Linked DNA regions of Mus musculus: all the other regions are linked to region 3. Evidence: chromatin contacts called from public promoter capture Hi-C data. All regions are on one chromosome and are shown on one strand. Each heading gives the region's core, a stretch centred on a gene start, on an enhancer-like site or on the middle of the called end of the contact. The rest is flanking DNA. Distances are from core to core; before and after follow the strand shown. Region 1 has its middle 48 kb from the start of Gm36480. Region 2 has its middle 35 kb from the start of Gm36480. Region 3 holds the start of Cpne8 (copine VIII).

Evidence for each region. Promoter capture Hi-C pulls out the DNA fragments that hold promoters and counts their contacts.
Region 1: a promoter capture Hi-C map of the SN4741 cell line shows a contact between it and region 3, with 2.7 times the contacts expected there. The contact joins the enhancer-like site here to the promoter of Cpne8 in region 3. A contact is called at or near these places in 3 of 39 promoter capture datasets (the 3T3-L1 cell line, the SN4741 cell line and cranial neural crest), 1 of 484 Hi-C or Micro-C datasets (neural progenitor cells) and 1 of 115 datasets of contacts at active chromatin or transcription factors (forebrain).
Region 2: a contact with region 3 is called in a promoter capture Hi-C map of trophoblast stem cells, with 5 times the contacts expected there. The contact joins the enhancer-like site here to the promoter of Cpne8 in region 3. A contact is called at or near these places in 8 of 39 promoter capture datasets (3T3-L1-derived adipocytes, the C10 cell line, cranial neural crest and 4 more), 1 of 484 Hi-C or Micro-C datasets (cerebral cortex), 4 of 115 datasets of contacts at active chromatin or transcription factors (embryonic basal ganglia, embryonic stem cells, forebrain and 1 more) and 1 of 9 other capture datasets (pancreatic islet).

The regions. Positions count from the first base shown.
Region 1 is chr15:90,399,670-90,403,327 of GRCm38.p6, reverse strand. No RefSeq gene overlaps it. Among named protein-coding and RNA genes, the nearest start is that of Gm36480, 48 kb to the right of the region's middle. Within about 2 kb of position 1,282, at least 24 of the 459 cell types and tissues checked have an H3K27ac peak or open chromatin away from gene starts, as enhancers often do. A contact at or near this core is called in the SN4741 cell line, where this site is marked.
Region 2 is chr15:90,317,464-90,320,926 of GRCm38.p6, reverse strand. No RefSeq gene overlaps it. Among named protein-coding and RNA genes, the nearest start is that of Gm36480, 35 kb to the left of the region's middle. Within about 2 kb of position 2,151, at least 1 of the 459 cell types and tissues checked has an H3K27ac peak or open chromatin away from gene starts, as enhancers often do. A contact at or near this core is called in trophoblast stem cells, where this site is marked.
Region 3 is chr15:90,677,878-90,681,847 of GRCm38.p6, reverse strand. Cpne8 (copine VIII) reads left to right here and starts at 2,460. Exons shown (of 20, transcript NM_025815.2): 1 at 2,460-2,680. The coding sequence starts at 2,544.

The DNA.
Region 1 (3,658 bases), core at 33-2,532, 280 kb after region 3:
AACTTGGTATACCCACTATCTCTATATCTCTCTCCTTCTAAATAGCTTTCCATTTTGCTAGCTTGGTCTTTTAAAAGAAATCCATCCTGAGTTGTTTCACATCCTATAATTCTACACTCTCGTAAAGGTATCTAACAGGCTAATAGTTATCAAGTTTCTCCAACTATTAATGTCTGAATAGATAATACAGCTAGGGGCGCGTAAGTGTGTGTGTGTGTTCATGTGAGGGGTGCATGTATTTGAGTTTGCATGTATATGTGTCAGGGTCCATGATTTACTGAAGAATGATATCCCAGACTCAAAAGTATGGAAAAGTAAAGTGTGTTTTATTCTGTTGAAGTCTAGCATGTTGGGGTCTTTCATTTACCAAGATGGAGATCCCCAAGTGAGCTCACAGGCCCAATTTATAGCACATTCAGGGAGGAGTGGGTAACCTTTATCTTAATTAGTTGGCTCTGTATCTAGAGACATTCCAGAACCATTGCTGGTGTGTGGGGGGTGGGGTGGGGGGGCGCTAGAAACTGTTGTTGGGGAAGCCTGGAAACTATTGCTGACCTATTGCCCTTGCCTCAGGCCAGGTGGTGGGTCAGCTTCTGATGGTGGGGCAGTTTCTTATCTGCCTGAGGCCTGGGGTTTTTACAGTAACTGACTAACCTGGACTTGCCCAGTTCTTGGAAGCAGAGATCTAGGCCTAGTCTACTGAACTGCCAGTTTGAAGCCTGCCATGGAGTCTGCCTGTCTCAGTCCTCTCATGGGCGTGTAAGGCATTGCATGTGCATGTGTAGGGATGAGTACAATTCAGCCTTTCTTTTTAAAGTTACAAATTACTGATAAGGATGAACCAGATGTTCATATCAGCATCAACTTTTTAATTCTGTGATAATTCAGTATTAAAATTATTTCCTTCATGTCTTAGTCACTGGAGTATTGATGCAAAGAGACAGCCTAACCTAGAAAACATGTATGGGAGCTTGCTTACCATTTCAGAGGTTTAGTTCCTCATCATCATGGCAGGAGGCATGGCAGCATGCAGACAGACTCTGGAACTGTTGCTGAGAACCATATCCTGTTTCACATGCAAAGAGAAAAAGACTAGGGCTTGTCATGGGCTTTTGAAACTTAAAAATCCACCTTCGGATGATACACCTTCTCCAACAAAGTCACACTTTCTAATCCTTCCAATATCTTCAAACAGTGCCACTCCCTGATGACCTCATATATTCAAATATGTGAGCCTATGGAGACATTCTTATTCAAACCACCACACTTCATATGATTCAAGGTTACAAACACTGAACTGAAGAGAAAAAAGCGAGTTATTTGTCTACTCACTCTCTCCATAGCCCTGGGACAGTTAATGTTGTGCAGGAGTTGAAGGCTGGTTGTTAGTTCAGAGAAAAGATAGCAGCTGTGACTCTCTTCGGGCGTCTGGAGATCAGCTGTGAGAGAGAAGAAAAAGTAAAAAGGCAATGAAAGTTGATGGCAGCAAGGGCTGAGAAAGGTTTTTAGCCACTGGTAGGGAATGTGGCACACACACACACACAAGCATCCCAGATTCACGTGGATCCAACTGGGCTCTGCTTTTAGGAATCATGTAGGCTCTAGTCATTCCTCCAGCCTCAGCTCCTCAGCTATTGTGTGCCTATTTCTTGTGGCTATATGGGCACTGTCTGAGGCAGTGCAGGTCTAGTATGTGACACATAAATCCAGAGCTAGGTTCCTTAAGCTGATTTTTATTTGTTTTTTCCTCTGAGCCTTTAAATGCTTTCCACCTGTCTTTAAATGCTTTATCTCAGCCTTTCAGTATTATATATTGTTTTGAGATGGGCCAGAGAAAGAAATAAAATAAGAGGAATGGGAGGTGTCCAGGGAACCACCCATCACAAAGATCATTTTGTCTTAAAATAAGTTGCAGTTTTCTCAGACCCTGGCTAATTTTAGAAAAATAATAACTATTAATGAGGTTTGCTTATTCAACTCACTATAGTCAAATATGAACAGAAAACCTAAGGTTGGGAAAAAGAAAAAACAAATAAACAAAAACAATTGTCCGTCTCCTTTGTGTTGAAACTGTCATTAATAAAGATTTGCAGGGGTCCCATTACTCCCAAGAAATCAGAAATGTTAAGAGTGTGGGTCTGGTCACTTTTTATAATGAGGTTTGTCCATTGAAGAATGCAGAAAAAAGTGAATAAAGGCAGCAACCAGGCGCTGCTAAGGTTCTGAAAGGGATAAAACTTGCCACCCAGGAAGAACAAAGGGATGTAAAAGCTTTGCAGTTCCTTTGATGATATTGCCAGCTCAGCTATTTGGAGGGAAGACATGCATTTGGTCCACAGAAGTAAGTAATAGAAAAAGAATAAGTAAAAGGATTTTAAAATAATTCCATCCTGTTTCTTCCATCACATTGTAAGTTTCTAAAGGGCGGGACACCAGGCTTTCTTCCCTATTCTGCTGCTGTGTCTGGAACAGGTCAGGCAGAGAGAATGGGCTCAATGATAAATAAGTCCCTCTTGAAAGAAGATAAAGGAAAAGTGAGTGCTGAATGCCATTCTAATGTGAATGGGACTGGGACGTTGCTTTATACCTAGAAGAGAAGCAAAGGCATAAACTGTGTGTCTTAGGGTTGTACCATGTCTTGTTATAATATTTCATTTCCTAGAGATTGACAAGGGTGAAGCACCTGGTGCTTAGTAAGAAAAGCAATAGCAGGGGGATGGGTCACATAGGCTGCACTTCTGTTTCCATGATTACAAGGACAACCCTCCTCTTCCTCCAGCAGGTGTCCTGTGAGGTCAGCAGCAGGCAAAGGAGAGGTGAACACAGCACTGTTACCTAGAATGGGGTCAAGATCCAAGGTCAGTAAGTCAGTAGGTCAGTAGGTAGGATTCACCTCTGCCATTCTAGTGGCTAGCACTCTGTTGAGCCCTTGACAGCTGTGAAATTGAAGGAGTCACTCACGGTAGCTTCCCTTTTCTTCCTTTCTGACTGTGCAGTTTCTTCACAGTTATTGGAATTCCACCACTCATCACAATTTGGCTGTTTTTATATTCTATCCTTGTGGATGATTTTTGCTTATCTTTCCTGCCTTAGAAGGGCAAGCTATCTGATATGTGGAAATAAATTGTCCATCTACTCATGAAACCTAGAGTGGACAGTCCTAAATTTAGGATGTGTACACTGTAGGTGTATGGCTGTCTGGGAATGTTAGGGAGGGTTCTGAAATTTTAAAAATATTTTTAATTTGGGGACTAGAGAGATGGCTCAGTGTTTAAGAGCCCCAACTGTTCTTCCAGAGGTCCTGAGTTCAATTTCCAGCAACCACATGGTGGCTCACAACCATGTGTAATGGGATCTGATGCCCTCTTCTGGTGTGTCTGAAGACAGCTACGGTGTACCCATATAAATAAAGTAAATAAATAAATCTTTTAAAAATTATTCTGAATTTATTTGGTGTCTGTCATAATGTTTTCCTTATCTTTTCTGTTCATGTGAGTGTTCTCTTTCTGTTTGGGTAGTTGGCTGAAGAGTCTGTTAATCTTTTTCATCCTCTCAAAGAACCAGCTCTTAGAATCATTTATTCTTTTATTCATTTTTTTTTCTATGTTAGGGAGTTCTGCTCTGATTTATACGATTTCTTATCATCAACTTGGTTTGG
Region 2 (3,463 bases), core at 902-3,401, 360 kb after region 3:
CAACAACAATAACAATAACAAACAAACAGGTGGTAGAGGATCTGTGCATTTATGAAATAGTGGCGACAATAGTTCCTGGATTCCAGCAGAGTGAGAAAAATCTCTTCTAGACATTTATTTCGAAGCTATCTTGTAGCATTCTTATCTTCAGAGTTAGTAGAAACTTAGTGGTCTATTGAATTTAACTGTTATATTAGCTTCAAATTCAAGAAGTAGAACATTAACTTGGTTTAAGCAATGAGGAAATGTTTGCAATGTTTGCTTCCTGAACAGCTAACAGTTAACAGGGATGCTTATGAAATAACTAATAAAATAGAAGTAATATAGAAACAGGTTTCAATTTTTAAGGATTAAAATATCTGTTTCTTTCTCACTCCATGTATGAATCCATTTTCTCTCTATAATGTATTATCTATCCTCAAATATCATATACATAATATATATTATATATTAATATATAATTATATATAAATTATATATATATTGCATATATAATTTCTAAACAGGCACTACAAGGTAATTGTCATCAGTTATAAAGAGGACATACATGTCTATTTTAATAATGGAAAGTCTACACTTCATCTAAATGCCCACACTTTCAACAAAGCAGAAATATAATCCAGCTTTAGAAAAGGTTGCATTGATAAGTCAATATTATATCTGTTCTTTGACTTGAAATTTCTTTTTCTAGGAGCTTCAAGCATGCGAGACCATCATTATACCAATGTAGTTATGCCACTGGGCCTGAGAATTCTCCCTTTAAATAGATCTTTTATTTATCCTTTCATAACTCCACACAGGTATTCCACAGTGTATCTTGATCATATCCAATCCTCTAAGAATTCTAAATAAACATATTTCACAAGGAAAAAAGTAGTATGTTAAATACTGCTATATTTGACTCTTCCAAAGCTTACATACTTCGTTATACCTTTAATATCTTAGCTATAAGAACTGTGACTACTTTTTAAAAGATAGGTAAACTTAGTTGTGGAGTGATCTAGTGATTTCTCTAAGGTCATAAAGTTGTACCACTAGGATTAAATCTGGTCTCGTGAGAAATCGTGTATAGGACTAAATATTTTCCTTCCATATTACACTTTGTGTGTGACTTGTCACAGCAAACACTGTAAGTAATTAAAAATATTCAATAACTGGTGAAAAAGATAAGTTCATACTCTCTGGTGGGTACTATTGGTCAGTAGTCACTGTAAATAAAGAATAACCTTGTATTGAAGATTTATGTTTTATTGGTGTGCATGTGTCTGTGTGATTGTATATGTATGTTTCTGTTATCTTCACAGATACCAGAAAAGGGCAATTTACAGTAAGGACTTCTCATTAAACGCCAATATTCATTGCATATGTCTTAACCTGTAATACTAGTGGGTGAATAGCTGAGTTTCCCTGACTTTCCCTTCATTGGCTTTATTGCTACATCCACTCCAGTAGTGACATGCATGATAGGACAAAAGCCTGGATGCAGTCCTGAGGCAAAGAGTTTCACGGAAACTTAGTCTCCTGGAACTGTGGCATTCCATAGCACGTATGCTCCAATTTTGTCCTTGGGAATGGATCTGTGTGCTTCCTTTCAGTATTGTTTTGTTGTAGGTGCCTCTGAGCAATGACTTGTCAAAAACCTAAGCAAAATCGAACTTTGCTTCCTGGCCTTCACCAATGCTCTAGGTAGTCCTTGAGCCGACCTTGGGCTTAGAATTCAGTAAGGTGTTGCCTATTAAGTGACATTCAGAATTGCCTCTAGTATTGCAAGAGAGATAGTGAAAGAAATCAGGCATTGCTATCTACTACATAGAGTTAGAAATCTCAGGGCAAGCTTAGCAAAGTAAGTTTAGAATTCTTATTATAGTTATGTATGGCAGACTACATTACTTATTAGTAGAAAGCCCCCCCCCCCACTATCACTTAGAATAAAAGCCAAGTTGCTCCCATATACAGGAATTTACAGTGGTTTAGGAAGTAGATCAGGCTGTGGTTTTAGAGTATTGCATTATTCGTGAGAAGGTTAGCTAGAGTGGAACTCCTTAATTAGAACCATGACTTGGACTTGAAAGCCCTTGCCCTGGGAGTGTAAAGACCTCACACCTGGCTTCTAAGACTATAGGTGACCTTAGATAGAGCTGAATTTGTCTCAGTTGTTTTATTACCCAGTTCCTGCCAGTCTTTGTGTTTACATTCCTCTGTTCTGTGTAAGAGTCATTAAGCATCCGGTAACCTCATTGTACCTTACCGATGTATCACCTAACTTCCCTATATCTAGAGATCCATCCCATAATTAGCCTCCAAACGGTGACACCATTGCATACACTAGCAAGATTTTGCTGAAAGGACCCTGATATAGCTTTCTCTTGTGAGACTAGGCCGGGGCCTAGCAAACACATACGTAGATGCTCACAGTCAGCTATTGGATGGAGCACAGCGCCCCCAATGGAGGAGCTAGAGAAAGTATCCAAGGAGCTAAAGAGATCTGCAACCCTGTAGGTACAATAACATTACAAACTAACCAGTACCCCGGAGCTCTTGACTCTAGCTGCATATGTTTCAAAAGATGGCCTAGTCAGCCATCACTGGAAAGAGAGGCCCATTGGACAGGCAAACTTTATATGCCCTAGTACAGGGGAATGCCAGGGCCAAAAAATGGGAATGGGTGGGTAGGGAAGTGGGGGGGGAGGGTATGGGGGACTTTTGGGATAGCATTCTAAATGTAATTGAGGAAAATATGTAATAATAAAAAATATTAAAAAAAAATTTGATGCTCAATTTGACAAATGACATTCAGATTCAGCACACTCCCTTGTGTCCTGTCTGTTTGTCACCCCATTTTTACCGACTCTATGCCCATCTGTCTGAGACCCTGATTCCCATGGATTGAGGGGGGCCACTAGGCCCGGTCTGTGGCACTTCCTGTCATTCACAGTCAAACATTTCAATAGCACCACAGAAGATGAATGTGTGTTCTGAATAGATTCATGAAGTGTGAATGAAATAATAGCTAGAAAATAGACAAGCAGCGCATATTGACTACCCCTGACCATTTCATTTTTCAAATGAGCACCTACTTTTGAATGCTCAGCAAACATCTGCCAAAAGAATTTATAAAGGAGTTATGAACTGCAATGAGAAATCCTATTTTGAAGACTTCCCATGGGAATTTTATATTGCTTTCAATTTTATATTGTTTGCTTGAAAATTTAATCCGTGTATTTAACTAAACTGTTCCATTTCAGACACAAAAGAGCCACTGAACACATAAATGCTTGCTCATTTTTAATAACAGAAGGTCATATCTTTTTAATTTAGTGTCATTCCTTCACTATTCTTAGGAAATAATATATCAAATTACCACAATTATCCAAGGCAATGCAACTTAGCCTGTGGTTCCACAGTCTTTCTCTGAGCAATAATTATATATTTATATTAAAATATTCAAGTAGTATCCTTCATA
Region 3 (3,970 bases), core at 1,211-3,710:
CTAAAAAACATGGCAAATTGTACAGTGTTTGCGGTCAGAAGATGAATTCTGATAAGATGCCAGTTCCTCTCTATTAGGGACCATGTCTAGGATAAACATAAGCTCAATTAAAAATTTAGGAATTTTTATAGACATTGTCAAGGTGAATCTGAATTCTGTGAGGAAAATACAAACATTTTAAAGTGGCCAAACTCTTTGGAAAGGAATCAATTAAAAATATCCTGTTGCCGTAGTAGTTAAGACACTCTGATTCTGGTTTAAACAGAGACAGACAGGTCAACAGAACAAGGCAGTGTCCAAGAGTGAACTTATTTGCTATGTTGATTTTTTGGCAAAGATTACTTTAAGATAATTTTAAAACATTCTTTAAAAGAAACCATAGACCCAAATGTAAATTCTGAAACTAAAATTACAAGAAGAAAACAAAATATATTTTTATATATGTATGTATGTGTGTATAATATATATATATACATATATATATATACATATATATATATATATATATATATATGCCAAGGGTTTTTAGCATTGACATGGGCATAAACTAAACCAAAACAGCAAACAAACAAACAAAAAAACTCTCATAGATAAAATTGGCCATCATATATTACTTTAGGATAGAAAATAGTAAAACTAGTTTGTAAAAACAATTCAGTAATTTCTTAAGAAATTACGTGTACTCTTCCACTTTCATCTGGCTATTCTATTTCTACTTGCCCAGTGTGATGAAAGCTTATGCCCACAAAAGACCCATATGCCAGCGTTCACAGCAGTCTCGTATGTAATAGCCCAAACCCAGGGGCAAGTACACTGTTCATCAAGATGAGTGGGTGACCAATTTGTGGCAAGTCTCTAAAAGGAAGATTATTCACTATTGATGCACCTGTTATCGTAGATGAAACTGCAAAGAATTTTACAGACGGAAAGAAACCGGGTTAGGCATGGAGTGTGCCATATTCTGTGGTATTTAAATTAAAGATGAAGTGTTGTTTTAATGGCGAAAGCAGGGATTGATTACAAAAGAGACACAAGAAGCTTTTGGGGCGAGGGAATGGTTTATTATTTTGGTGTGGTGATGGTTTAGCGGGTTGATACCGATCGTAATCCATCAGAGGGCACACTTTAAATACCTGCATGCTATTGTGCATGTAAATCAATGCATTCAGATACACACACATATGGACCTAGATAAAGTGGAAAATTCGGAGAAGGCCTCTGGGTTGAGCACTAAAGTCCTTACCTTTTATTTCTTCAGGAGGTGCCTGCAAAATAAAATTCTAGTTTGCTTAAAAAAAAAAACCCTCTAGACCTCCTCCACCAAATCAATTTCAGGCATCAATAAGAGAGCTTGAGGGAAAATTCTAGTCATCAGCTGCAGTTTAATTTGTGATAGGGGGAAGAGAAAGAAAAACAGAACTGGTGGATTTAAGGGGTGGTGAAGGGAGGGCGGGGCGACCAGGGAAAGCAAACAAGACCAAAGTGACGCAAACATTTGGGGCAGGGAAGAGCGGCAAGCATCTACACTCTATTTCCCCTGCAACCACACAGATTCTTTAAGGAAGTGGCTCCAAGTGGATTAAAATACCACAAGGGAGACCAGTCACAAGCCCAGGATTCTCCAGGTGAGCCAGGGCTAGAGCCAGCCACGCTCCCTCCTGAGGCTGGGCGCCCTGCTCTCCACCGCCCCCTGGCGGCCATCGCCAGAAGACCCGCAGTGACGCCTCGGGTCAGGTGTGCGCAGGAAAGTGGGGGTTACCCGGCAAGCTGCGGCGGCGCCCCGCGTCTTGCCCACTCCCAGTCGCGCCGCCAGGAATCTATTTGCTAAACTCCCCGGTCACCCGAGCTGCTCATCTGCTTTACGCTGCCCTGCTTTCAGGTCTTGAGGAGCAGGATTGAGGAGGAGCTAGATTATAAGTTATTATTACGACCTCCCGGGCCTCAGGGCAGAAATCCCTGCGGTTTGGCAAGTGCGTTGCAAGGCGCCGATCTTGCCTTAAGGAGACCCTCGCCTAAAAGTTGCAGGGGATGGCAGACGCATTGAAACCTCTCTTATAACGCTGCGATTGTCCCAACAGCGTCCACTCCACCCAAGCTTGCCCCATATATTGGCACGCCCCTCTGCACCAGGAGTCAAAGGCTGGTGGCCATCCCTTGCCCCACCACCACATCAGTCCAGTAGCCCGAAGTGGGGAGCATATCAGCTGGGGCGGGGGGCAATCGCCGGCGCCTGGGGCTCTCCCACTAGACGGCGCGGTGTCTGTCCGGGTCACCTACTGTCTCTGCGCCCTACGCCCAGAGCCCCCGAGCTGCAGACCCAGTCACCGCCCGGGGGCTGCCCCAGGGCGGGAGCAGCCCGGAGCGCCACTTGGGAGACCGAGGCGGCTTTGCCAGGACTGGCTCGGTCGCCGGATTCGCGACGAGGTCCGCCTCCTCCCTCCCCTTCCCGCGCCGCCTCCGCCTCCTTCCTCTGCCTCCACCCTCACCCCTTCCCGTCGGTGCGGAGCTCCGCTCCGAGCAGCGCTCAGCCCGCCGCAGCTTGGATGTGGGCTCGGGACAAGTGCTCCGTTCCTCAGCTCGAGATGGACAGCCGCTACACCAGCGCCACGGGCATCGGGGACTTGAACCAGCTGAGTGCGGCCATCCCCGCCACACGAGTGGAGGTGTCAGTGTCCTGCAGGTGAGGACGCGGCTCTCTTTTCTTCCTTCCATCCGAGCTTGGTGGCACTTGGCTAGCGCTCCAGGTACCACGAGGCTTGGCGCTGGTGAGAAGTTGCATGCTGAGTGGGGACTAGTTGTGGTACTGGCTGACGTTACCTTCCCCTCCTCCCCCCCAGAGGGTCAAATGACACAGAACTGGGGACGAGAGTGGTGGGCTTTGGCTGAGTCTTTTTTTTTTTTTTTTCTGGGAAATGTTGTGAAAGTTGGCAAAGCTGTGACTCAGCTACAGAAACCCTAGCCGCCGCCCACTTCGCAACCTTTTAAAAAATTATTTATTTATTTTAAACAACCGCAATCAGGGCCAGAGGTTCAGTGATGTCGGGAACCGAAGGGTCAGTCCTACCAAGAGCGCGCGTGATGCTGCGCACCTTGGCCAGGGACTCCCTCTGCCAGGCGTCCGGGAAGCCATGCGGTGGGCTCAGCTCCAGTTCCACAGCTTCCTCCTCCCCACTCACTTCCTGGAACCATCCAGCTTCCTTACCCTCCACCCTTCCGGGACGTTTACCCTAGGCCTGTAGCGGTTCCAGGTTCAGTCTTCCAGGCAGAGGCTTACCTAAGAATTGAGAAGTCACGACTTATTTTCTGCCCGCCGGTAGACAAACATCAGAATGCTTTCAGCAACTCTCAAGGACTGCCAGTTTCAGACTCCCTTCCTGATACTCCCTGGGCCAGATCCTCAGTAAGTTAGGTAGAATAGCTGTGCTGCCCCAGTTTTGGGGAATTAGATGGTTGGCTATATTAAGAATACTACATTGCACGTACCCAGGTGCCCACTTCCAGGCTGAATACTTCCTTTCACCGGTCTCGTTGGAAAACTTCACTCCTACCCCTCTACGCCCCCGTGTTTTTAAATGCCCTCACATGTTCTTAGCCTTTCTGTAAGGAAAGATCGTTGTAAAAGACTTTAATAAGCATGAGTGATTTTTGTTGTAAACAAACCCTGAAGTTTAAACGCCGCTAAAACAGGTTCTCAGCTTTCTTAATGCTGTGACAATTTAATGCTGTTTCCCATGTAGTGGTGATCCCCCCATCTTAAAATTATTTTTGTTGCTGCTTTATAGCTGTATTTTTGCTACTGTTACAAATCCTAATGTAAATATCTGTGTTTTCTGATGGTCCTAGGTGAGCCCCGTGAAAGGGTCATGTGACTCACAGAGGGGTCGCGACCCACAGGTTGAACATTCCTGCCCTGAAACTAAAGTTTCTTGGAAATTCAAGTTTTAGCACCCATTCCCCAAGTGGCCATGTT